Linked DNA regions of Mus musculus: all the other regions are linked to region 6. The links are chromatin contacts, called in public promoter capture Hi-C maps. All regions are on one chromosome and are shown on one strand. The core of a region is the stretch at or near the end of the contact, and the rest is flanking DNA. Distances in the headings are between cores, read along the strand shown. Region 1 holds the start of Idh3g (isocitrate dehydrogenase 3 (NAD+), gamma). Region 2 holds the start of Irak1 (interleukin-1 receptor-associated kinase 1). Region 3 holds the start of Flna (filamin, alpha). Region 4 holds the start of Tbl1x (transducin (beta)-like 1 X-linked). Region 5 holds the start of Hcfc1 (host cell factor C1). Region 6 holds the start of Vbp1 (von Hippel-Lindau binding protein 1). Region 7 holds the start of Mecp2 (methyl CpG binding protein 2).

Region 1 (3,289 bases), core at 541-3,040, 1.7 Mb after region 6:
CAAAAGTAGAGTGGAAGGGGCCAGTGAGGGCTGATGAGCCAGGCCAGAGTGAGGTAGGGAAAGCTCTGCAGAGGTGAGTCTGGATGCAACAACATGGAAGCAACAGCCATGTTTGAGGCAGGCAGGAGGCTGATGAAATTAGTATCTGAATCTATGATAGGGAGGCCACAAAGCAGCTCACCTGCTCCTAAAGTACCCCAGAAGCCCAGTAGGTCAAGGCAGCCTCAATTCAGAGCTTCTTCAATAGCCTACTGAAAGCATTCTGCAGACACTAAATGGGGTGTTGTTAACACACAGGGACTTTCAAGATAAGGGTCTCTAGACCCATCCAGGTGACAGAATGTCAAGACTGGTTCTAGTGTTTCCTGAGAGAAGTAAATTCTGGGCCCAAACACCAAACCTGCCCCTGTAAACTAAACACCCCTGAGGAAAAGTTTTCATCCAACTCTTCTCCAAATGTGATGTCTTGAAAGAATGACCGATTAAGCTAGAGAAGACCTTGTACCGGCATAAATGGCAGGAGGAAAATGCCTGGGAATGGCTCTCAAGGCCATATTCCACCAACCCTTCTGTGACCTGCTCAGCTGGGCCTTTCCCTGTAGACACTATGGAACCCCTAATAGATGTTACAGCCAGGTTTGTCTTTTTAAGACACTGCTAGCAACAGACTGAAGGATTCTCTGAGGGGTGGGTAGAAGGGATGGCCAGAGGCTACCTGTATGTACAGAAACCAAATCGTCCTTAGTTCAGGCTCTCAGGTCTGAGGTGCTAACATCTTTCAAAACACATGCCGGCACTCCAGATTGAGCTCAGCCCCACTACCACGTTACAGATGTCTCACAAATATCAACGGGTCTGTGCACGGTTCAATTTTGCTATGAACTTTGGGGTGGGATATACCAAGGCGTCACAAAAAGTCGAGGCTCTGGGCACTAAAAGCCCTTGCTCACTTCATCGGTTCCCTATCTAACTCGCCTAGTGCCCTTACTCTGATCTGCCTCCCTCTCTTAGGTTTCTCTTGGGGAAGCCTGGCCTATGCAGCATTGGTTCGTAGCTGCCAGCACTGCTCTTGTGCGACTACCTTTTGACACAGGAACCAGGGACATACATATCACCTTCCCTGCTGGAGCTGGTGGTCGGAGCATGGTACTGCTTTGGGGGTTCTCCCAAAAGCAGACAAGGAAGCAACCTGGCTGTCGGGTAAACGTGTGTGTGGTGCTTTGGTCGCCACGACACAACACCCATCGGGGGAAGATCCCGTCAGTAGCGACGAGCCCCGGGAAGGGCCAGATCCCCACCTCGCGCACACCCTTCCTCCCCCCAGCACCACCTGCCAACAGCAGGGGCGCGCCCCGAAACAAGCTCCGGCCAGGCCGCTACCTGAGCAGCAAGATAGGCCAGACAGCAGGAGTAGTGCCAGGGCGCCGAAAGATGCCATCGCCGCCATCGCCTCTTCTCTTCCGAGGGGAAAAGAGAGCAAGCCACCCTGGACATGCGGAGCAGACGAGGAAGCGCGACGCGTAAGCGGCCTCAGCACCCAATCGTGCGTCGGCGGGCTGGGTCGGGCATGGTGACGTCGCTGGCGGCACTGACGTGTCCGCTTCCCTAGCCAGGGTCCCAACCGGTCGCACTTCCCTCCTTCTCAGCCTTCCCCTCCCCAAGATGGCGGAACAGTGCTCTAGGCACCGGAAGGGGGCGTAAGAACCGGTGTGACTGTGCGCGTGCGTAATGCTAGCGTTTTCTCAACCCATACCCCGGATTTCTCGCTGTCCCCAACTGTCGCGAGAACGGTGCTTAATGTTTTGACCTGTAGAGGTCCTCACTTTTCGTCATGGCGCTGAAGGTGGCGATAGCTGCTGGCGGTGCTGCAAAGGCAATGCTCAAGCCAACTCTCCTCTGCCGTCCTTGGGAGGTGAGTGGTGAATGGGCGGTGGGACATTTGCAGGCTTACAGAGGGACTTAACACCCAATTGAGACCCGGAGTCGGGTAACGGCTCTTTGAGCAAACACGGAATTCGATTGGCTGTGCGAGCCATAGGAGGGGCGGGGAGAGGGCTGCACTCTGGGGTTCACTGGTTGCTTCTGCTGTCCGTGAGGCGGTTGGCCGAAATTGACTCTGATCTGGCTCCTCTGTGCCTTCCTCCGGAAGGGTTGGGAAGGTAGACCGCAGTAGCTAGGTGTCCCCTCCGTAGTGTCCTTGTGGAAGCCCTTTTGAAGAGGCCACGTGTCCTGGCCCACCTTGCATGTACCATCTAAGCCTGTTTCTGGACTCAGTTCCTCCTTGGTTTTCCCTCTCTTAGACTGCTTTGCCCTAGTGGAGGTGGAAAATCAGACTTTATCAGTATCTCTCTCGCTGTGTGTCTCTCGCTGTGTCCCCGCGTTCCCTCTCCCGGTTTCTCTCTGTCTCGTCGAACACGCGGTTTCTCTCTGTAGCCTGGAACTCACACTGTAGACCAGGCTGGCCTTGAATTCAGAAATCCTCCTGCCTCTGTCTCCCAAGTGCTGGGATTAATTAAAGGCATGCACCGCCGCCATCTGGCTATCCATAATCCTTGATCCCTCCAGATCTTCCGCCTACCAAGCACCTAGATACTTGATTCTAACCAAAAGGCCAACAAACAAGCCCAAACCCCTGTAATGAGAGTGAACCAGGGTTCTAAGACTGGAAGCTTCTAGGGCTTTGCTTTCCTGGTTCTTTCTTTGGAGTCTTGGTTAGCTGGTTTAGCTCCTGGGTAGCACTGCTTAGCACCAGAAAACCAACAACTAGCTCTGGGGAATAAGAGCTATGACCTCTAGGCCTTGCTCTTCCACTGACCTAGAATATGGCATTAGGCCAGCTCTCTTTTCTCTCTGGGTTCCAGTGAGGAGAGAGGACTTTATGTTCTCAAAGCATTTGCTGACTCTGACCTTCCAGAATGCCATGGGGTTTTTTGTTGTTGTTGTTGTTGGGGTCTTGGGGGCTTTTTTGTTTTGTCTTGTTTTGTTTGGGGAAGGGAGCTACATATGCTACATGAAATTCTATTTAAAATAGGGACTTCTGGTTCAGCCAGATGGCTGAGTGGGTAAAGGCACCTGCCTCCAAGCTTGGATACCAAGTTTAATCCTTGGAATTCTTGTAAAATGCAAGGAGAAAAAGGACCCCACAGAATCATCTTCTCATTGCCACACGTGTGCTATGGCTTCTTCCTCATTGTTGAGGAAAGACCAGCAGCATATAGAGGATTACTAGAGACCCTGATGGCTCCAGAAGCTAGGCTTCTGTAAACTCTTAATGAAGACCTTTCCTCCT
Region 2 (3,282 bases), core at 559-3,058, 1.5 Mb after region 6:
CTCTGGCTGACCTGGAACTATGCATTGTAAACCAAGCTGCCCTTGAAATTTTAGTTATCTTCCTACCTCTGATTCTAGAGTTCTGGGATTACAGGTATGCACCACCACATCTAGTTTGACCTCATCTTGAGAGTGGCCACAATTACTGTGGCTTCAAAGAAGAGGCCCCAGTGGGAGCCAGCCATGGATCTTGTGTAGACCTTTCTGAAGACATACTATAAGTTCCTTAGAGGTCAGGCTAGTGAGAGAGAACCCTTTGTAGTTAGGATTGATATGACAAAAAGTGTTTGTTGGGGAAACTGGTCAGGAGAAGAAAGCTGCCGCTTTACAAGCATGCTTTCAGCTGGCCAAACAAGGAATACCAAGTTGCTGCCTGTGGATCATCCCTGGGCAGTGAGAAGTGAGAAAAGTTTAGAGGTACAGAACTCCAGCAAGCTCAAGGTGTGTTCAAGAGAGGAGCTGGGTTTAGGAAGTTTTCCCCACAGCTGTTTATGTTCAATCTTATCAGGAATGGCTACAGCAGGGGTGTATATGCAAACTCAATTTCAGAACAGAATAAGTTCTTTTCAGGACACCTACTAAACAGGGTTTGGGTTTTTTGTTTGTTTTGTTTTTTGTTTGTTTGTTTTTTTCAGGTTTGGTCTTGATCTGAGGTAGGGTTGCACTTTGTATCCCTGGCTGACCTGGAACTTAAACCATGCTAACCTCAAATTCACAGAGATTCACTTGCCTTTGTTTTCTGGGTGCAGGAATTAAAGGGGTGTACCACCAAGCCCAACATCTAAAGAGTTCTATCTGGCTTAAGGCTGTTGGTGTATATAAGTTCAGGTGGGTGGACAGAGGCTGGCTATGCCATCTTCCTAACAGCTCTTTTAAAGAGCTGGGCTTTAGTGATTTGTACTTGAGGAAGACCACCTGAGCAGGGAGCACTATCCAAGCCATACAGTCTGTGCAGGTGAGTGGCAATGGCTAATGCTAAGAGTAGTGCACTCATATGAAGAGGACTTCAGAGAGCATAATGAGAAAGTAGTGTGCGCTGAGATGTGTGTCATAGTGACCAAAAAGGCCAAAGAAAACCCTGAATGGAGAACAGTAGAGGAATAGGCAAGAGACACTCATTCATGTGGCTAAAGGTCACAACAGGTGGTATCACCAACAACTACTCTAGAAAGGGGTAGGAGAAGCTGCTAGACCCTACTATCCTTATGGAGAGAAGTGCAAACTAAGATAAAAGTGTGACAGAAAAAGGAAAGGGACATTTAGAGCCGAACACCATGTGTATGTTAAGAGACATAAATGTGTTAGTTGGAAAGCTAATTAGAATCCTGCACAGGCAGATTCTGTGATCTAACACTTGCTGGCCCAGCTGCTGGAAGGTTCCTGGGGGCGTGGTGGGGGCATGGAGATCTAGCACACAAGCAGTAGCATGGTATACACTCTTCCAGACCATTCTCAGGGCATCCATCCTTATCACCAAATGACTACAGTCTGCCAGAGGGCCATTTTGTTACCCATATTTAACCCTGACTGACCAACAATTTGGCTGGCTCTCAAACTGCTCCCCAACTAAAGCGAGGGTAGCCTCTCCGTGACTTTCACCAGGCTTGGCATAAACTGCCTTTGTAGAACATCGTGTAAAAACATCGTGCCCTTTGTCTCTAGAACTGGAAGTCATTCTTCATCCTGTTCAGCCCTATTCAGATGTTTGTGTAGGACCACAGACCTCGGTTCTCCCATTAGGGACTCCCTCCTACGTAGCAGAGCTCCTTCCCCGCGTCAAGGGCGGCGCGGGACGCCCCCGTGTGGCGGAAGGCCGCGGAGGGCAAGATGGCGGCGGGTCGAGCGCCGCCTCTTCCGCCCGGCCGGGTGTCGCACGAGGCCGGCCTGAAGGGGAAGTGAGTCAGTGTCCGCGGACCCGGCCCGCTAAGGCCCGCGCCCGCCGAGGCCCCGAGAGGCCTCGGCCCGGGGGCGGCGGCGGCGGCCATGGCCGGGGGGCCGGGCCCCGGGGAGCCTGTGGTTCCAGGCGCCCAGCACTTCTTGTACGAGGTGCCACCCTGGGTTATGTGCCGCTTCTACAAAGTGATGGACGCCCTGGAGCCCGCCGACTGGTGCCAGTTCGGTGGGTGACGGCAGGCCGGCGTGGGGTGGTGGACTCAGGCTTCTGGAGCTGAAGCCTGATGTTCCCCATCCCGCAGCGGCCTTGATCGTGCGCGACCAGACAGAGCTGCGGCTGTGCGAGCGCTCCGAGCAGCGCACAGCCAGTGTTCTGTGGCCCTGGATCAACCGCAACGCGCGCGTAGCTGACCTCGTTCACATCCTCACGCACCTGCAGCTGCTGCGTGCGAGGGACATCATCACAGCCTGTGAGCGAGCATAGCCCCAGGGACCCTAGGGATGGGAACCCAAGAGGGGTGACGGGTACAGAGTTTCCTGAGACAGGGAACCATATGGGAACTCCCCCCCCCCCACCCCTTCACTTAGAGATAGAGAGCTCTGAGTCACAACCCTCCTTTCCTTCCTTGTTATCCCAGGGCACCCTCCTGCCCCCGTTGTGCCCCCAAGCACCGCTGCCCCAAGGCCCAGCAGCATCTCTGCAGGCTCTGAGGCCGGGGACTGGAGCCCCCGGAAATTGCAGTCCTCTGCCTCCACCTTCCTCTCCCCAGGTAAAAAGAACCCGGGTGTTGGGCTTGATATGCCTGAGGAAAAGGCCACCATGACTGCTGACATGGCTGTAGACTGCTGCTGGTCTCTGCCTCTCACTGCCATCTTTATGAAGCTTTTCCAGGCTCCCAGACCCATTCTGAGTCAGAGCTCCTCCAGGTTCCACTCCCTGTTTCCCTCGGGCCACCACTACCATCTTCAGCCCCTTCCTCCACCAAGGTAGGTGTCTCTTAACCCCCAGGGAATTTTCCAGACAAAGAGGAAGAAACTTAACCTTTGGTGTACCACAGAGCCCAAATCAGCACAGCCAGGTCATCTGAGAGACAACTAGTGTTGAAGGGAGCTTTCAACCTGGACCAAAGGGAATAGATAGGGTCCTCGCCTGGTCCATGGTCTCTTCCAGCAGTCAAGCCCAGAGAGCCCAGTGTCTGGCCTCCAAAGAGCCCATCCCTCCCCGTTTTGCTGGCCCTTCTGTGAGATTTCCCAAGGCACCTGCAACTTCTCTGAAGAACTCAGGATTGGAGAGGGTGGTTTTGGATGTGTGTACCGAGCAGTCATGAGAAATACTACATATGCTGTGAAGAGACTGAAGGAGGTAGGTGTAACATTGGGGTAGACACC
Region 3 (3,530 bases), core at 537-3,036, 1.3 Mb after region 6:
TTCTGTACTGAAAATGTTATTTGACTGGCGATATCATAGACAATCTCAAGATGACTATGCTGAAAGGTTCTGCCCATTGTGATCAAAGCCCTATCATAGCCCTACCACAGGCAATGAAGACACTCCAGGCTGTGGGAGAGTCAACCATATTTGGGCATGACATGTTGGTCAACCCAAGGCCTCTTTCAGCCACTGGTCTTTATCTATCTATCTATCTATCTATCTATCTATCTATCTAATTAATTTTATGTGCATAATTTTGCCTGCATTCATGTCTGTGTGAAGGTGTCATATTCCCTGGAGCTAGAGTTACAGACAGTTGTAAGCTTTCATATGGGTGCTGGGAATTGAATCTGGGTCCTCTGAAAGAGCAGCCACTGCTCTTAACCACAGAGCCATCTCTCCAGCCCCGGCGGCCACTGGTCTTAGAATTGAGAAGTAGGGACAGAAGCCTGTCTTTCTGGAAAAACAATTTAACATTCTGGAGAGGCTTGAAGTACAGAGTAAGTAGATGGAAAAGTCTACCACGGGAAAGACATAGGTAAGATGAATCCCCTTAACTAAAGAGGATGGTTGGGAGTATCCCCTACAGTTTTCTTTTTCTGTATCTTCGCTCCTTTCTGTCCCAGCACAGCATCCTCATCACTATCTCCAGAGAATATCTATCATTAAATTAACTTTTAGTGAGTAGCTTCACACTACTTAGGGAACACACTCAGGCTCCTTAGCAAGCCTTGATGTCTGGTGACTCTCCTTTCTTCAGTAATCTGGGACCCTCTCCCTGAGCCCCTCCACATCTCTAGGGTCACAGCAAGGCTTGGGACTGTTCAGCCAGAGAAGACCTCTCCCCCCAGAATTCCTCAGGGCCCAAGGTAGAACAGTGAGTATGGCAGGTACAAGGTGTACAGATCTACATGCATCACAGGGCAGGCAGGCAGGCAGGCAGGCAGGCGCCCTCTGATTGTGTGCATTGGCATACCCTGGACCTTTGGAAAGCTGCTTGATCCTGTAGTGCTGGTGGCCACTTGGCCCAGTGCTGGCCCCATTTCCTCGCGGATGGAACTAGGCAGTAGAGAAGACGACGGTGGGAATGGGCCTGTGCAGGTGTGCAGGCCAGGGTCATGGAGACTGGGAAGACCAAAGGAGATGGGTAGGGAGTGCCAGGGCTCTGTGGGTGTCTATGTTAGGTGATGAGAGCCCTGTCTGACAGCATACAAAGAGCTCTCAGCAGCGTTAGGCGCTCTGGAAGGGTTCGCTCACAGGATTGCTTTACTCTGCTGTGGATCACACTGTGGCTGAGAACCCTAAGCTCGGGAAGAATAGAGAATGTAGAAGAGGGTACAGGGTCAGGGCGGAGCCCAAGTGATACCGGGACATTATTCGCTCCGCCTTCTGCAGGGACCTTGGGGAAAGAAAGTCCCTTGTAAGGGTGTGCCTGCTGGAGCTGAGCAATTCTGTGACAGAATTGCTCAAGCGTTCCTAGATCTGGGGTCCGTTTCCTGTAGTACTGTAGCGGATGTTGCCAGACCTTTTTGTGCTCTTTGGGGCTCAAAGACCCTTTCTGAAGCAGCGGGGCTGAGTTGCTTTTGGCGGAGTGCAGAGGCAGCTTCGGGGGATGGGGGCGGGGGGCGTTGTGGGGCATTCCAACGGGAGGGGCGAGGTGGGGCGGGCGCGGCCCAGAAGCCCCACCCAGAGGCTCCGCCCCCAAGGAAACTTTGCCTCTGGCTCCGCCTTTCGCATACATTTAAAGGGCTCGCTCTTTCCGCAGTGCAACCTCTGTTCTGTGCCTCGTCGTTCATGCTCGGAGGTGCCTACTGCTTTAATTAAAGGGCCGTCCCATCGGCGAAGCTGCAGCACCGCCCCTCCGTTCCTCGCGCCTCAAAATGAGTAGCTCTCACTCCCGCTGTGGCCAGAGTGCGGCGGTTGCGTCTCCGGGAGGCAGTATCGATTCACGGGACGCGGAGATGCCGGCTACCGAAAAAGACCTAGCAGAAGATGCACCGTGGAAGAAAATTCAGCAGAACACATTCACCCGCTGGTGCAATGAGCACCTTAAGTGCGTAAGCAAGCGCATCGCCAATCTGCAGACGGACCTGAGCGATGGGTTGCGGCTCATCGCGCTGCTCGAGGTACTCAGCCAGAAGAAAATGCACCGCAAGCACAACCAAAGACCCACTTTCCGCCAGATGCAGCTCGAAAATGTGTCGGTGGCGCTTGAATTCCTGGACCGTGAGAGCATCAAGCTCGTGTCCATAGGTGAGGGCACGGGCTACACTGGGGCGCTGAGTGGGTGCGGGCGTGGTCGCAACAAATTCTTCCTTTCTTCTCCTCTAGAGTCTCTCCTAGTTGTCTTCCCTAGCTGCTGCACACAACCAAGGCTACCACTAGGCCCCTTAGCCGCCTTGTTCTTTGAGGTCCTCGAGAACAAAAGGCTGGCCTGGCGAGCATGCGAACCGCTACGCGCCCCCGCCCGCAGCGCCTTGCTGGCCTGCTCCCAGGCTGAGCTCACATCCTCTGTAGGCCGCGCCCCCAACGCTGCACCCGAGGTGGGACAGGCACAGACTAGGCTTCTGCCTCTGAGAGCCGCACCCCATCCCTGGGATACCCATGCTTTCCACCTACAACAATTTTAAAAGTACCCTTCTAGCATTTGGCTGCCTCTGCAGTTCTAAAGTGAAGGTTGTAGCTTGTTCTCCTATTTATGTAGGACTCCCTCAACTTCTTGCCCTGGAACATGCTTCCCCATTGGAGATAGTTCAAATCCCCAGTTTCTTTCTTTCTTTCTTTCTTTTTTTGCTGAACTTGGAGGGGGGCAAAGAGATATACTGCTGGCAAAACTGTACTCCAGGTGTAATGAGTGTGGTTGACTAAAGGCACGAGCACTTGGTTGTTAGCTTTGCTGTCTATCATGGATCAAATTCTTGTTTCATTGTAAACCTTGGTTTTGTACATCTAGAATGCAGAGATTGGTTGAAAGGTGCTCCAATGTGCACAGGGTTTACTGCTAGTCCAGTTCCCAAGTCTTTGAACTGGAGAGGTTGGCATTGGTATTGTCTCTTGCAGGATCCCATGCTTTTCTCAAAGTAGGGGCTGCTCATGGACAGGCACCAGAATTGTTATCTTGGGAATGTGGAACAGGGAGAGTAGAAGAGTGGACCTTTACTCCATAATACAAAGGGTTTTCTATTATCCTTACAACTTTGGAATGGTACATGCTAGTTAAAACAGCGAGGGACCAAGGCCCTTCAGAGAGCAGATTTTAAGTGCTGAGTTTTTTTTTTTTTTTAAATGCTCATAGAGGTGTGCCAGTGGATGTATGAAAACTCACCCCTAGTCCCAGCCTCAGTCTAGCCAGCTGAGTCATTTCTAAGTCTTGGAAGGGGGCAACCGGATGTGGGGAGGCAGGCCACACCCCAGCTCTTTAGGGGGGGTCTCCTCCCTCCTTCTTTCTCCCCTCCTTCTTGTGAGCTGGCTGGAGCAGGCCTAGTTCCCAGAGCTTTGCCATATAAGGCAAAAAAATGTTGGAAAGC
Region 4 (3,299 bases), core at 615-3,114, 2.0 Mb before region 6:
TCATTCAAACCACAATAATCCCGCATCAAAGAAAATTATCATCACCCCAAGGATCCTGGTAGCCCACCCACCATACTAGAAGACAATCAGCTTCCATTCACAGTGTCCCTCAAAGGCCTTGCTTTGGTGTGACTCCCAGGGCCTAGAAAAATAGCAAAACCCAACAGCAAAACCGAGGTAAACTTGAAATGAGTATCTGCCCAATACCATTAAAAGGAGTAAAATATCTTCCTTTTTCTTTTAGTAGTGCTGCCTAAGTGGAATTCTCTGACCCAAGTAAGGACATATCCTGGGGTAAATGAGAGCCTTACACCCCAAATCACCCATGCCTGTCCTACAGGTGTGTGTGTGATTAAAGGCTTGAAAAGCTTTAGGGGGCCATTTTAATAAGTGGATCAAGTGAACTTCGACTTTCATCGTTGTACTAATTACACTGGTGGGTGGTGCCATGAAAATAATCTGCAGCACACTTGGACACGAAATCCCTTTAAAAATAAAAGTGCCATCTACACTCAACACTATTTCATACCTTGATATGTGTCTTTAGAAATGACCAATGGTAAATTTCATAGGCTCACCAAGACCTATTTGCTACCCTAAACCAAGACTGGGGGGGGGGGGGAGTAGGACAAAGCACTCACTCCTCCTCCTGTATTCTTGTGTCCTCTTTTAAGTTAAACCAGGGACTAGCTCAGAGAAAAACACTAGTCAGGTCAAGGCACACACACCAAAGCAGAACAGAAACAAACACTTGCACTAGCAGTATGGCTTAGGTTTTGGTTAGGGGGAGGGGAGCTGTTTTAGGTTTTGCCCCACAACACTTGGTCAGAAAGAAACAAGCCGACCCTAACTGCGGAATTTACAGTGCGGAGGCCTCTGAGAACGCCAGACGCTGGGGGAAAAAAAAAAAGAAAAAGAAAAAAAGAGAGAGAGAGGGAAAAAAAAAAGCCCCAAGCTCCTGATTGCTCACTGGTCACGCACGTGAAGCCCAGGCCCCATCCAGCACCAGCGGGCCTGTAGTCTCCTCCTAAAGTTGTCACAAAACCCGAAGATCACCGACGTTCAAAGGCGCACCCCTCCTACATAAACTCCTGCTCCCAGCACCCTTCTCTACGTAAGGGAAATTCCTAAGACGAGGATGTGGGTGAGTGCAGATCTGGAGAACCCCTCCCCAGCCCCAAAGCAACAGGTTTACACCCTCCCCAGGCCGTACTGGGCGGTCCCTCTCCCTCACCTAGCCAGAGGAGCCGCCCTCCGTCGTTGTCACCCCCCCACACACACCCTGGTCCCCGAGACCAGGCCTGGGAGTAGGTATGGGGAGGGGGCTCCCGGACTTCCCTGACAGTTTGCGCCTCGGAAACTGATCACAAACGGGCCAGCCACTATCCCCCGCGCGCCGCCGCGCGTCCACCGTGTTCCGGGAGCGCCGGCCCGCGCCTCGAGGATGAATGAGGCTCCCCTCCCCCACAAGGGGATCCCGCGCGGCCCCCAAGTCCCAGGGCGACGCGGGTCAGCCCAGCCAACCCCCTCTGGAGCCTCAGACAAAGAGATGCTGGGACGAACTGCAGAGCGTCCCTAAACTTGCCTTTCCCTCTCCCCAAAACAAAGGCGCACCCAGGCCTTTCCCGCCCCCCGCGCGCGCGGCCACTTCGGGGAGCGGCCGCCCCAGAGGTATTGTTCGGCGTGCAGGGAGCGCGCCCAACCTGGGGTTGGGGGGGCACACGGGAACTTGCCCCTCCTGAAGCTTCAGGGCCCGCGATTGGGGTCACCACCGCGCCCCTCGGCCCGAGAAGTTTGAGCCCCTGCCCGGCGTGTACTCACCTCGCCGCGAGCCGTGCAACTTGTGGCCGCGCACTCAGCGTACTGGCGGGTCCACCGTCACCAACCCCGGGCCGCGCGGAGGCCGACGAGGGCCAAGCGCCCCGGAGCAGCCGCGCGCTACCCCTGGCCCGCCACCTAGTCCACGAGAAGAGCTAGCGCTGGAAAGTTTCGGTGGCGAATGGCGGCCGGAGGGCGCTGCAGCGGCGGCGGGGCGGGGGCGCTGGCGGCTTGTCGCTCCCGAGCGTCGAGACTGGGGGGGGCTGGGCTGGGAGCGGCGGCGGCGGGAGAGGGCGGGACGGCGGGAGGGACCGACACGGCCAGTGACCTCCGCTGGGAGCGGACGCGAGCAAGCCTACCCAGGCTGGGAGACGTGCCAAGAGGGTCGACAGCGCGCCGCCCTCCCCAGACACCTGGAAGAGGCTCTCTACAGCCCTGCCCTCCCCCACCGCGTGCCCGCCGGCCCCTCCCCGAGCTCCTTGGGGGGGCAGCGTCCCCACGCGGCAGCCCCTCCCCCCAGTAAGGGCTAGGACGCCAGGCCCGCCCTTCCCCGGACCAAGTCCAGACCCAGCCCCCCGGGGGCAGGGAAAAGACTTACATCTCGGCACAGTTCTTCACCCTAAAGCCTCCCCACCCCCACCTCTCCCCGCCCCAAGCCCAAGGTGGAGGAGGGAAGCCTGAGCATTGCCCTCTGGGCCCCAACCAGGCCCCTACCAGGCTCAGAGAGGAATGAGGGGGGAACAGGGCCCCTACACGGATACTCAATCCCACACCCCTCACGCCAAGGTGGCTCGGGAGGAGGGGGGATGGGAACAAGGGCCACCCTGAAGATTTAAAGAGGGAATGGTAACCCAAGCCACTGAAAGTGTTACCCTCCCCCACCTCAAAAGATGAAGCCGCCCAGCTAGCCTAGAAGGTTCTCGTGTAACACCATCTCCAAGCGCATCTTCTTCAAAATTAACGACATAAAGCATCCCCCTCCCCAGTTGCCTTTACGCCCACCGCAAAAATTGAGGACTCGGGCGCAGCCATGACCTTTGCAAAACACCTCTCGGCCAATAGTCAGAAATGCATAGGGGAGACGCTTTAACACAAGACTAAGGCACAAATAAGCTGGGACTATGGAGGACTATGTTAGGGTACTGGGGCCCTCAAATCTGTAAATCCCCACCCCCAGGCCTGAAACCGCAGGCGCTGGCAAAGTGTTTTCTGTTGCCAAGGCTGGTAAGGCCCAGCCCTGGCGCTTCCTCTCTTCCACATCGGTGACGATTTCCCCCCATACTCCCGCCTTTAATTCAATTAAATAAATATTCGGCCCTCCTCCTCAGCACCTTTGGTGTCTGCCTTGCTGAGTATTTTTAAAATCAATTTGCCCCTCCCTTAGGCTTCTAATGAGCTCGGTGCTAAGCGCCCAGTAACACTCCGCAATTTAAACCCTAACCTCACTTGCTCCTTCCTTGAACACTAGGCATTTGTTGCTC
Region 5 (3,236 bases), core at 197-2,696, 1.5 Mb after region 6:
CTTTGCTCCGGTGCCGGTAGCCTCCCAGGGCCGCTGGCTGCGGGTAGCCTGGTGCGCTGCAATTCAGAGCGCGTGGCCGAGTCCTTCGGGAGGCGCGGGCGGATGTGGAGACGCCTCGGGGTGTTGCTGGCGCTCCTGGGAGCGGGCAGCAGCTCCGCCCCTGTGAGCTCATGGCGTCACCTTCCGCTCTGGCCCCGCCTGCAGCTACCCGCTGTAGCTGGGTTCTAAGTGTCGCAGAGTGTTCGGAGCGGGAAAAGAGATGCTTCTCAGCAAAGGGTGCAATCGCAGTATTCTTTGCCACCCTTAACTACCATGTGTCATGCCGCCACTGCTAGTTAAAGGCCATTTCTCTGGTTTGTGTCCCATCAGCGACCTGGGAGACAGTTCCCAGGGGGCGTGGCCAAGCGACTGAACGGAGTTAGATTTTCATCCGGGCATCCCTAGATGCCGCGGCCATCTTTGTTTTGTGCTGAAACTCGCTATTGACGCCCGCAGACGACCGGGCGTGGGGAAGTGGCAAGATGGCGACTCCCAGAGTGGAGGCGTGGAAGAGCCCTGGTGGGGGGGAGTGCAGGGCGGGGCACTACTGCACCTGACCTGAACTCTACTGTCTCTAGCTTACTGCACAGAGCACCAACTCGCCCGCAAATAGACAACGCACTGGTTTTTAAAGAAGCTTTTAATTCTTTATGAGCTTTGGGTCCTTTAAGAGGCTTGAGACCAGAGTCAAAGACGTGCGAAGGCGGGGAGGAGGGGGAAAGGTGACGTCTTCTGACCCCGCCCCCTCGCCCGATAGCCGCCATGTTTAGTTGTTACTTCTTCACACAAGATGGCGGCTCCCAGGGAGGAGGCATGATCGCCCTGCCGTTACCGCTTCTTCTGCCGTACAATTGTCACTTCGGGTCTTAACTCCTGCTCTTTCGAGCGGCTCCTGTGGGAAGGAGTCTTAAGGAGGGAAGCGAGGATTGGACGCTGCCTTGCGTTTGGTTTGCTGTGGAAGAACTGTCCAGGAAGAAGAGGATAGGTGGGGTGGGGGGGGGAAGAGAAGCTAGTCTCAAGATGGCGGCTCCCAGGGCGGCCGCCACAGCCTGAATAGCAGAGGCGGACTCAAGGGAGAGGTGCAAAACCTCTCGAGCCATACGGGTCGGGGCTTCGAGCAGCAACTGAGAGTTGGAGCCCGTTCCGCCAGCCTCTGACACGCCTTTATTACTTAGGAACGTTGGGGTTCTGCGATCGGTGGTTGTACTAAGTGCTGGGTGGGGAAGCAGGACGGTTTCAAGATGGCGGCTTCCACAATTGTGGTCTGACTGTCGGCGAAGTTGAGACAACCGCGGCATTTGTGGCTCTTTTCCACCCGCCCCGGAAGCCAGCCAGTGCTGGGGACGGGGGGTGTGGGAACCGGGCCGGGGCTCCGCCATTTCCGGCGGGGGAGGGCTACGACTGAGGAAGGGAGGAGAGAGAGGCGGCTCAAGATGGCGGCTCCCAGAGCCTCCTGCTCGAGGTTCTAAGCGGGAACACCCAGGCAAATAGTTAGAGCGACGGCGCTCAGTGGCCTCCAGCTTCTCGGGAATAGGTGCTCTGCAGTTCTGAGAAGCTTTTAAGGATACGAGCTGAGTGAGAAGGGGGGGAAGAGCCAAAGGAAGGAGGATAGTTAAGATGGCGGCCTCCATGGAGTCGTCCACCGCTGTGTAAGGAGCCGCTTCTTCGTGAGAGCTGCCTTAGACGAAAGGGGGTGTGTGAAGAATTAAGGGTATCCTCCCATTCAGTGACCTCTTCCCACTGCATCCTTAACCGGAACTATGGCTTCGGCTGTGTCTCCCGCAAACTTGCCAGCGGTGCTTCTGCAGCCCCGCTGGAAACGGGTGGTGGGCTGGTCGGGTCCCGTGCCCCGACCCCGCCACGGCCACCGTGCAGTGGCTATCAAGGAGCTTATAGTGGTGTTTGGCGGCGGCAACGAGGGGATAGTGGACGAACTACACGTGTACAACACTGGTAAGTGCTACCGCCCTGGGTTTCTCAAAGTCTTCCCTCCATCTCTCTCCTAACCCTTCTTTTCCCTATCTTCTCTTTTCCTATCTCACTCCCCTGATGTGTTTTCCTTCTCTCTTTGCACTTATTGCCATCTTTGCTTTCTCCCTGATTTTTCAACCCCCGTTCTTACACCCCCGTACTCTTCTGTGTTTAAAGGTTGCATTTCGGTACTTAGAGAAACCCTCTACTCCGACTGGTGAGGGGGAGGGGATGTCGCGGGCGACAGTGACTTCAGACGTACACCGTTACCCAGTGGGCTGGGGCTGGCGCGGCAGCGGATGTGTTCTCTTGGCGCAGGCGGAATCCTCCCCCCTCCTGCGATAGTCCTCATCTCCAGCGCCCATGCTCGTTCGGGAGAAAAGATAATATTTAGATCACAGATCCGTTCTCTACACCCAGAAAAAAAGAGGGAAGCATTCTTTAAGGTGCAGGCTTTTAACAGACTAATGAGACCCTCGTGGCAAATACGAATGGCATGATGACTATACTGCCCCCCCCTACACACACATGGGGGTATTGTACCAGTTGTGAATTTTTGTAGTTTTTTTTTCCTTCAAATTATTTCTTTTCCTAATCTGGTGCCTTAACAATTGAGTTCCCCCACCCCGCCCCCCATAGCAGACTGGAGGGCTCAGTGTGTCTTTTGTGTGTGTGTGTGTGTGTGTGTGTGTGTGTGTGTGTGTGAGAGAGAGAGAGAGAGAGAGAGAGAGAGAGAGAGAGAGAGAGATTGAAGGGGTTAACTAGTGCCTCCTTCCCCAAACCCAAGCCCTTGCAAATTGGGAGGAGCCTATCTGCAGGTATAGCTGATCTAAAGCCTGGCCTCTGTCCCCTCCCTTATGGGAGCCACATGTTGTTCCTTGCTTGCTTCCCTTGCTCTGTCTTTAGGGCAGAAAGCTTTGAGTCCTTCTCTGGTAGCCTCTTGGCACTTTCTGCACATGTAGTACGGGGGATTGGCCTGAGTCGCCGGTTGACTGCCCAAGAGCCTTCAGGACCTTTTCCTTGCCCTAAGGGAAAAGAAGTGCTGGGGCTTGCCAAAGCTGAAAGTATGTGCCAGTTGTGTCCAGGTGAGAGCCAGCCCCCTTGCCTCTGGTAGACTAGAAGCTTCCCTCTGCTGCAGTAGGTGCAGCCTGCAGTGCTTCCTCCCTTGCCAGCTCCTTAGCCTCTTCCGTGCACCCTCATCCTTTCTGGGCCCCTGCGGTCCCAGG
Region 6 (3,652 bases), core at 1,129-3,628:
TGGAATCCACCCGTTAGTATGGCTAATATACCTAGTGAGACTCCACTGGAGAGAACTAATTTTTCTTTTCTGAAAGCTTGTTTTTAATTAAAAACCTAACTATAAAGAGTTAAAGATGGCTGCCCTGGAGCTCAGTGGTATACCACTTGCCTACAAGACAGGTGGCCCTAGGTTATCCCCAGCACTGGCAGAAGAAAAGTTAAAGAGAAGTTAGACATGATGCTACAGGTCTGTTATCCCAGAACTTAGGAAGTAGAAGCGAAAGGATCCAAAGTTGTCAGCCTGGACAACATACTTTGTCTCAAAAAAAGAAAAAAAAAGTTCAAGAAAGACCATTTCGGACAGTTTACATACATTATGTAGGTAATTTATTCTTTATTTTTCTGTTTTTAATGTAAGACACATGAACTTGCCTGCTTTATACATTTCTCATGTGGCTCTAGTAATAAATATGAAAATTGCTAGCAATGAAGCACACTGCCTACTCATGTGCCCTAGTCACTAAAGAATTGAGCAAATTGTGTGCCAAAGTTATCATTTTTCTTACTGATTTAATTCAATTGAATACATATTTTATTTTTCAAAATAAGTCCATAAATATTGTCACCCATAGAAACTCAAGACTAAGCAGCAAGATGGAAGTTGGGTAGGATTCAAATACTCTCAGACATAGAATTTTATGTTGTTAAAATATCATGCCACTTCCATTAGTTTTGGAACATCAAGATAATTATATAAAGTTTGGACTGCTTATTACATCGTGTTGGTATAAAATTTAACCATAAAATTTTACAGCCAGTTGTCACAGTGTCTGTCTTTAACCTACAAACTTGGAAAGCAGAAGCAGGACAGGCACTATGAATTTGAGGCCATCCTAATCCAAACAGTGAGTTCTAAGCCAACCTGGGCTGTCTCAAAAAAATAAATAAATAAAATAAATAAATAAAAGTTTATTTTACGGTAAATCCCTCAGATAAAGTTTGTATTCATTAATTCCATTTCTGAAGTTACTGCTATCGGGTTATATTTAAGACAGAATGGAAATTTATATATTTACATCCTTATATATCAGGCATTATAATAGGATCAGGAGAAATAACACAAAATTTCCTCACCTCTAAGTAGCAGAGCATGACCAAAGAGGTTCTAAAGCTCTCCTGACTGCTCAAATGCTACTTCTGGATACCTCTATTTCTGGGTTTCATCAACTACATCTACAAAATTTGAACAACAGTAACTCCCTCATAAAGTTTTGCAAATTTTCTAAGAAAATTTCTGAACCTCAGAAAATATTACTTCATGTAAAGATCACTTGAAAAATATTTTTAAAAGCACAGAACATTGAGAATACACATAAAAATTTATTCCACCAGCACATTAAAATATACAATATAAAATGTGATTTAAGTAAAAGAAAAAAAGGGTCTTTTGAAGAATGTTAGCAATAAGACAGAATATATATAATTTTTGGTACATACCAAAAAAGAATCAAGGAAATTTTGACTAAGATTTTATATGCTTCAGTACAAATATTTAACTTGGGTCGGTCCTGTTACATGAAACCTTCCAATTGCATTTCCCACAATCTTCACAACTGCATAAAATTTGTTGTCTACAAACTGCTTAAATAGTATTACTAAAAGCAAATATAAAATGGTTTCAAAAACCTAATAACAGCCGGTTGCCCATTACATAAGCCTCAATTCTTAAAAGCAAGAACACATGGACTTAACGTTTGTGCTAACGTTTACTTTTCTCAGCAGTCTGCTTCCATTCCCAAGGAAACGGACCACGGCCGTGCTCAAGCTGACTGGGTGCCACTCAGTACCCACACCCTACAAACAGCTGCTCTGCCTGCTCTCTGTGCTAAATGTCCACCCATCTACATCTCCGGCATCACTGCGGTCTTGAGCTCAATAACCGTTGCTGCTGTTTTTTGTTTTTCTTTAGGCGACAACAGGCAGCAACTGGTCAGTTTCAAGGGACGCCACGCCCCAATCCGCCTCGCATCCGTCTCCAGCTACCCAGTTCTCCTCCCTGCTCCCTCTTCTGGGCCGGGGTTGGACTACCTTTCTTCAAAGCTATCGCCCGCCAGGCCTAAAAAGCCAAGATGCAGGAAGAGGCAAAAGGCCAGACATTCCCTTCCGGGACCCTTTAGCTCTGTTCCTCCCAACGACCCAGACCTGGGAAGTGACTGGAAAGCAATCTCCAATATCAGATTAAGACGCTGAGAAAGAGTTTCTTACCACAAACACTGCTTCAGGAATCCCTAAGTGGAGCCGCCGCCCGTTTCCAGCAGCAGTTTCTAGGCCGCATCCGTCCTTAGCCGCCGCCATCTTCAGAAAGCACCAGAGCAAATAACTACCTTCTGAGGCATCGATCGTTGGCGTCAGTGATTGGATCGTTTGCACTTCAGACCCGCCTCTCTCCCTGCGAATCTGCGTATTCATTGGTGCTTACGTCGTGGGTGGTGATTGGCTACACGCATGTGACTGACAAGCTTAGAAAGGATGTGTTGGAAAAGCCAGAAGGCTAATGCTTATTCTAATGCTTAATCTCAGAGATCTAAGGAATGGGCAAGGATAAAGCCCTGGGAATTCAGACCATGCCAAACCGCAGCCCCACCTGCACCTGAAGATATCAAGAGACTACACTCCAGAGTGGCTTCTGAGGCAATCCCAATTCCCTTTTGCAGACCAGTGAACTTCATTCTGAGTGTGTATGCCCTGGACTCATAAGAAATACACCAATCTTTCTCACAAGCCACCTTCAGTGAGATACTTGTCGGCTTCCAGGTCAAAACTTTCGATATGTTTATAGTTTATGTGAAAAAAATGCCAAGAGCTGTGCTTAAATTCTTAGATCCAAAGACTTCCCAGAGTTTTGTCCTCCACAACAACTCTTTAAAAAGCAAATCTATCAATAAACCAGATATGCATAATCACTGCAGGAGACCCTGTTTGCAAATAAAAGCAAAAGTAGCTTATAAAACAAAGCAAGCCAGTATCAATTTGTCTTAGTCAGGGTTTCTATTCCTGCACAAACATCATGACCAAGAAGCAGTTGGGGAAAAAATGGTTTATTCAGCTTACGATTCCATACTGCTGTTCATCACCAAAGGAACTCAGGACTGGAACTCAAGCAGGGCAGGAAGCAGGAGCTGATGCAGAGGCCATGGAGGGATGTTCTTTACTGGCTTGCCTTACCTGGCTTGCTCAGCCTGCTCTCTTATAGAACCCAAGACTACCAGCCCAGAGATGGTCCCACCCACAAGGGGCCTTTCCCTCTTGATCACTAATTGGGAAAATGCCTTACAGTTGGATCTCATGGAGGCATTTCCTCAACTGAAGCTCCTTTCTCTGTGGTAACTCCAGCTGTGTCAAGTTGACACATAAAACCAGCCAGAACAACATGGCAGGGAAACTATAGCCATGAAATCTCAACAATATGGTTGCCTAGCCAAGTCCTACATAATGACCCCAGCAGCATACACGTTAATGGGAATGAGGGAAATTTCACACAGCCCTACACTAGATGATGAACTACAATCAGTCAATGGCTGCTGAGGGAGGGAGAATCAATTTTCTCCAGAGACAAGCCCCCCTGATAGGTTGCCAAATCTTAAATGGTCAGCCCCAAGTACATGTACATA
Region 7 (3,234 bases), core at 262-2,761, 1.4 Mb after region 6:
GATTCCCTGAGACTAGAATTACAAATGGTTTAGAATGGCCATATGGGAAATCCTCTAGATTTCCCCCACTGTAGTAAGATATTCACTTAGGTGATCCTGTCCCAAAGTCAGCCATCATCCTTATTTTTTTTCTTTCTTTCCATCTGATATCCAATACTTTTGGCTCAATTTTTAACATAAATCTTAACTATCACAACTTATCAGATTTCAACTGCTACTGTCCTGGTTAAAGCCTTCATCATCTATCTTTCTTCAACTGCTGCCAGGACCTCTGGACCAGCCAGTTCTTCATTCTTCACTGGCAACATAGGTTTTATGGTGACAGCTAGTGACTCAAATATTTATCAAGGGCTTCTCATCTCAAAATAATCTCCTAGTTCTTTTGGTGGCCTAGGTCTCTCTCCAGTCACACTGGCCTCCTTAGTAAGGCAGGCATAGTCCTTCCTTAGAGTGTTTAAACTTGCCTAGAATGTTTTCCCCAATTACCCATATTGGGAGACGACATGAGGGCAAAAGCTAGAGGGTATCATAATAGCACTTCTTTTGTCCTTGCCCTATCTATTTCAAAGTCTTTATCTCTGTGCAAAATTTTAAGTTCTACTTTCTTGTATGTTTAGTATGACTCTTCCTTACCAGGAGTCTAGTTTGTCTCCTTGTTCAGTACTAAAACAGTGCCTAGCAAATAAATGAATAGAGAGGGGAGCCAAATTTGAATCAGAAAGTCTCTTGTTGCATAGTGTTTAAAAAACAAACAAAGAAAGAAAGTCTCTTGTTGAGCATTTGTTTAGCACAAAGAGCATTGGATGCTGACTGGTATCAGGGTAAGGCTGCTTTGACAATGCTCCCTCTGGCCTCACTCCCTTTTATACGTACTTCCATCAAACCATCTGATTCAACAATGACAGACCGATCTCTTATGGGCTTGGCACACACCATCTGCCCATTATAAACGTCTGCAAAGACCAAGGTTTGATATGTTGATTTTACTGTCAGCCTTAAGAGTGCGACATCTGCTAATTTAGTGTAATAATACAATCAGTAGACCCTTTAAAACAAGTCCCTTGGCTTGGAACAACGCCAGGCTCCTCAACAGGCAACTTTGCTACTTCTACAGAAAATGATAATAAAGAAATGCTGGTGAAGTCAAATGCTTATCACAATGGTGAACTACTCAGCAGGGAGGCTCTAATAGGCGCCAAGAGCCTAGACTTCCTTAAGCGCCAGAGTCCACAAGGGCCCAGTTAATCCTCAACATTCAAATGCTGCCCACAAAACCAGCCCCTCTGTGCCCTAGCCGCCTCTTTTTTCCAAGTGACAGTAGAACTCCACCAATCCGCAGCTGAATGGGGTCCGCCTCTTTTCCCTGCCTAAACAGACAGGAACTCCTGCCAATTGAGGGCGTCACCGCTAAGGCTCCGCCCCAGCCTGGGCTCCACAACCAATGAAGGGTAATCTCGACAAAGAGCAAGGGGTGGGGCGCGGGCGCGCAGGTGCAGCAGCACACAGGCTGGTCGGGAGGGCGGGGCGCGACGTCTGCCGTGCGGGGTCCCGGCATCGGTTGCGCGCGCGCTCCCTCCTCTCGGAGAGAGGGCTGTGGTAAAACCCGTCCGGAAAATGGCCGCCGCTGCCGCCACCGCCGCCGCCGCCGCCGCGCCGAGCGGAGGAGGAGGAGGAGGCGAGGAGGAGAGACTGTGAGTGGGACCGCCAAGGCCGCGGGCGGGGACCCTTGCTGGGGGGCGGGTAGGGGCGGGACGTGGCGCGGGAGGGGCCCGCGGGGTCGGGCGACACGGCTGGCGGATGGCGTCCCTCCTCTCTACCCTCCCCCTCCCTCTGCCGCCGGTGGTGGCTTTCTCCACTCGTCTCCCGCAATCGCGAGCGACGGTTCTCAGCGCGATCTCCCTGGAGCCACCTTCGAATGACGCCCTCCCGCTGCCCGCCCCATCTGTGCGCATCCTAGGCCCCAGCTGTGCAAGCGCCCTTGTCGTCTGGGCTTCGCCAGTTGGGGCTGCGCGCGCTCCTGCCCTTCTTGGGGCTTTGGGCCTCGGCACTGTCGCGCGCCCGCGGTCCCGGCCTCTCCCTGGATCGCGCTGTCCCCTTCTCCCTCGCGCGCCCCCACTCCCGTTACTTGCTCCCCCCTCACACACACAGACTGGCGCGCGTGCGCAGTCCATCTCCCGTTGGGAGAGTGCGCCACAAGGGCTCCTGAGCTCTTACCCCCATCTCTGGGTTTTGCTCCCTCCTCCTCCTCTCCCATTCCGTGACTTTTTGCCCCCACTGCAAGCGAGTCGGTCCATCAGCTCCATTCCCCACTTGGCAGGAACAAGTTGAGGGTTATTGTCCACCCACAAAAAGGACTAGACATTATGTTCCTAGGTCCCACAACTCATCATAAAGAGATGGTTGTAGTTCTCATCAGGAACCGTGGGCAAGGGACTGTGCGTTCCTCAGCACTCGAAGCTCTTCCGTGAGACCATGCCCGCAGGGTGCTCTGGTTCTTTGGGGATGCTGTGCTGTGGCTTCGGAATATGAGCGTCTTCCCACCCTCCCTCCCCTCCCTTCGCCAGCGATCATCCAGTTACATAAGTGGAATGGGACGTTGTATGTAACGGGCTCTCTTCGTCCTGGAGCGCTCAGGATCGCCAGTACCAAATGGGGCGAGATCATCGCATCGCTGTGACTCCTGTCACTTATCTTTGAAAGTTCATTCTCTTTTTAGTTTGGTTATGGCTGAATCACTGAAAATAAAACACAGGTGACTTTTATGTGGCAGTGGCAATGTTTCTGAGGTTTTGCACTAAAGGTTTAAAGTCATCATGGAGTCTAAAAAAGATTCCCTCTCACAAGAGAGACCCTGGTATGACATTGTTCAGTATGGACCCCTGAAGGGCAAAGCTTGTTAGGGGATACCTCTATGCTGGTTCCTTGTATGTTCGGGTATAGGTTGATCAAAACAAAAATGGGCTCCACCACAAATTTGATATTCCTGACTCATAGTCAGGCAGATATGTACTCTTGGTTAATTTTCCAGGAACACAAATGGGCTCTGTTGAGTCATTTGCATGTTGACTCCACTGTTTGGAATCATTACAGTGAGGCAGTAGGCTCAAATACAGGGTGGTTGATGACGATCATGAAACAGAATGGACTAATTTATAGTGCTAAGTGACTGAGATGTTGTAGGACAAGTTCTAGATATTTTGTTATACTACATAAATGAAACCAATTTGGGCCTGG

Evidence for each region. Promoter capture Hi-C pulls out the DNA fragments that hold promoters and counts their contacts.
Region 1: a promoter capture Hi-C map of erythroid cells shows a contact between it and region 6, with 50 times the contacts expected there. The contact joins the promoter of Idh3g here to the promoter of Vbp1 in region 6. A contact is called at or near these places in 3 of 39 promoter capture datasets (cranial neural crest, erythroid cells and pre-B cells).
Region 2: a contact with region 6 is called in a promoter capture Hi-C map of pre-B cells, with 5 times the contacts expected there. The contact joins the promoter of Irak1 here to the promoter of Vbp1 in region 6. A contact is called at or near these places in 2 of 39 promoter capture datasets (the C10 cell line and pre-B cells).
Region 3: a contact with region 6 is called in a promoter capture Hi-C map of erythroid cells, with 43 times the contacts expected there. The contact joins the promoter of Flna here to the promoter of Vbp1 in region 6. A contact is called at or near these places in 3 of 39 promoter capture datasets (cranial neural crest, erythroid cells and pre-B cells).
Region 4: a promoter capture Hi-C map of pre-B cells shows a contact between it and region 6. The contact joins the promoter of Tbl1x here to the promoter of Vbp1 in region 6. A contact is called at or near these places in 3 of 39 promoter capture datasets (cranial neural crest, embryonic stem cells and pre-B cells) and 1 of 115 datasets of contacts at active chromatin or transcription factors (embryonic stem cells).
Region 5: a contact with region 6 is called in a promoter capture Hi-C map of pre-B cells, with 6 times the contacts expected there. The contact joins the promoter of Hcfc1 here to the promoter of Vbp1 in region 6. A contact is called at or near these places in 2 of 39 promoter capture datasets (erythroid cells and pre-B cells).
Region 7: a contact with region 6 is called in a promoter capture Hi-C map of erythroid cells, with 24 times the contacts expected there. The contact joins the promoter of Mecp2 here to the promoter of Vbp1 in region 6. A contact is called at or near these places in 3 of 39 promoter capture datasets (cranial neural crest, erythroid cells and pre-B cells).

The regions. Positions count from the first base shown.
Region 1 is chrX:73,785,398-73,788,686 of GRCm38.p6, reverse strand. It overlaps Idh3g (isocitrate dehydrogenase 3 (NAD+), gamma), which reads left to right and starts at 1,790. Exons shown (of 13, transcript NM_008323.1): 1 at 1,790-1,912. The coding sequence starts at 1,832. Ssr4 (signal sequence receptor, delta) reads right to left here and starts at 1,664. Exons shown (of 6, transcript NM_001166480.2): 1 at 1,381-1,664. The coding sequence starts at 1,447.
Region 2 is chrX:74,022,447-74,025,728 of GRCm38.p6, reverse strand. It overlaps Irak1 (interleukin-1 receptor-associated kinase 1), which reads left to right and starts at 1,808. Exons shown (of 15, transcript NM_001177973.1): 1 at 1,808-2,119; 2 at 2,196-2,363; 3 at 2,532-2,663; 4 at 2,777-2,880; 5 at 3,065-3,256. The coding sequence starts at 1,984. It overlaps Mir5132 (microRNA 5132), which reads left to right and starts at 2,131; the gene lies at 2,131-2,201. It overlaps Mir718 (microRNA 718), which reads left to right and starts at 1,793; the gene lies at 1,793-1,880.
Region 3 is chrX:74,244,790-74,248,319 of GRCm38.p6, reverse strand. Flna (filamin, alpha) reads left to right here and starts at 1,786. Exons shown (of 46, transcript NM_010227.3): 1 at 1,786-2,256. The coding sequence starts at 1,884.
Region 4 is chrX:77,509,792-77,513,090 of GRCm38.p6, reverse strand. Tbl1x (transducin (beta)-like 1 X-linked) reads right to left here and starts at 1,864. Exons shown (of 16, transcript NM_020601.2): 1 at 1,822-1,864.
Region 5 is chrX:73,964,567-73,967,802 of GRCm38.p6, reverse strand. Hcfc1 (host cell factor C1) reads left to right here and starts at 1,446. Exons shown (of 26, transcript NM_008224.4): 1 at 1,446-1,992. The coding sequence starts at 1,800.
Region 6 is chrX:75,513,023-75,516,674 of GRCm38.p6, reverse strand. It overlaps Vbp1 (von Hippel-Lindau binding protein 1), which reads right to left and starts at 2,378. Exons shown (of 6, transcript NM_011692.2): 1 at 2,247-2,378. The coding sequence starts at 2,336.
Region 7 is chrX:74,083,967-74,087,200 of GRCm38.p6, reverse strand. It overlaps Mecp2 (methyl CpG binding protein 2), which reads left to right and starts at 1,511. Exons shown (of 4, transcript NM_010788.4): 1 at 1,511-1,691.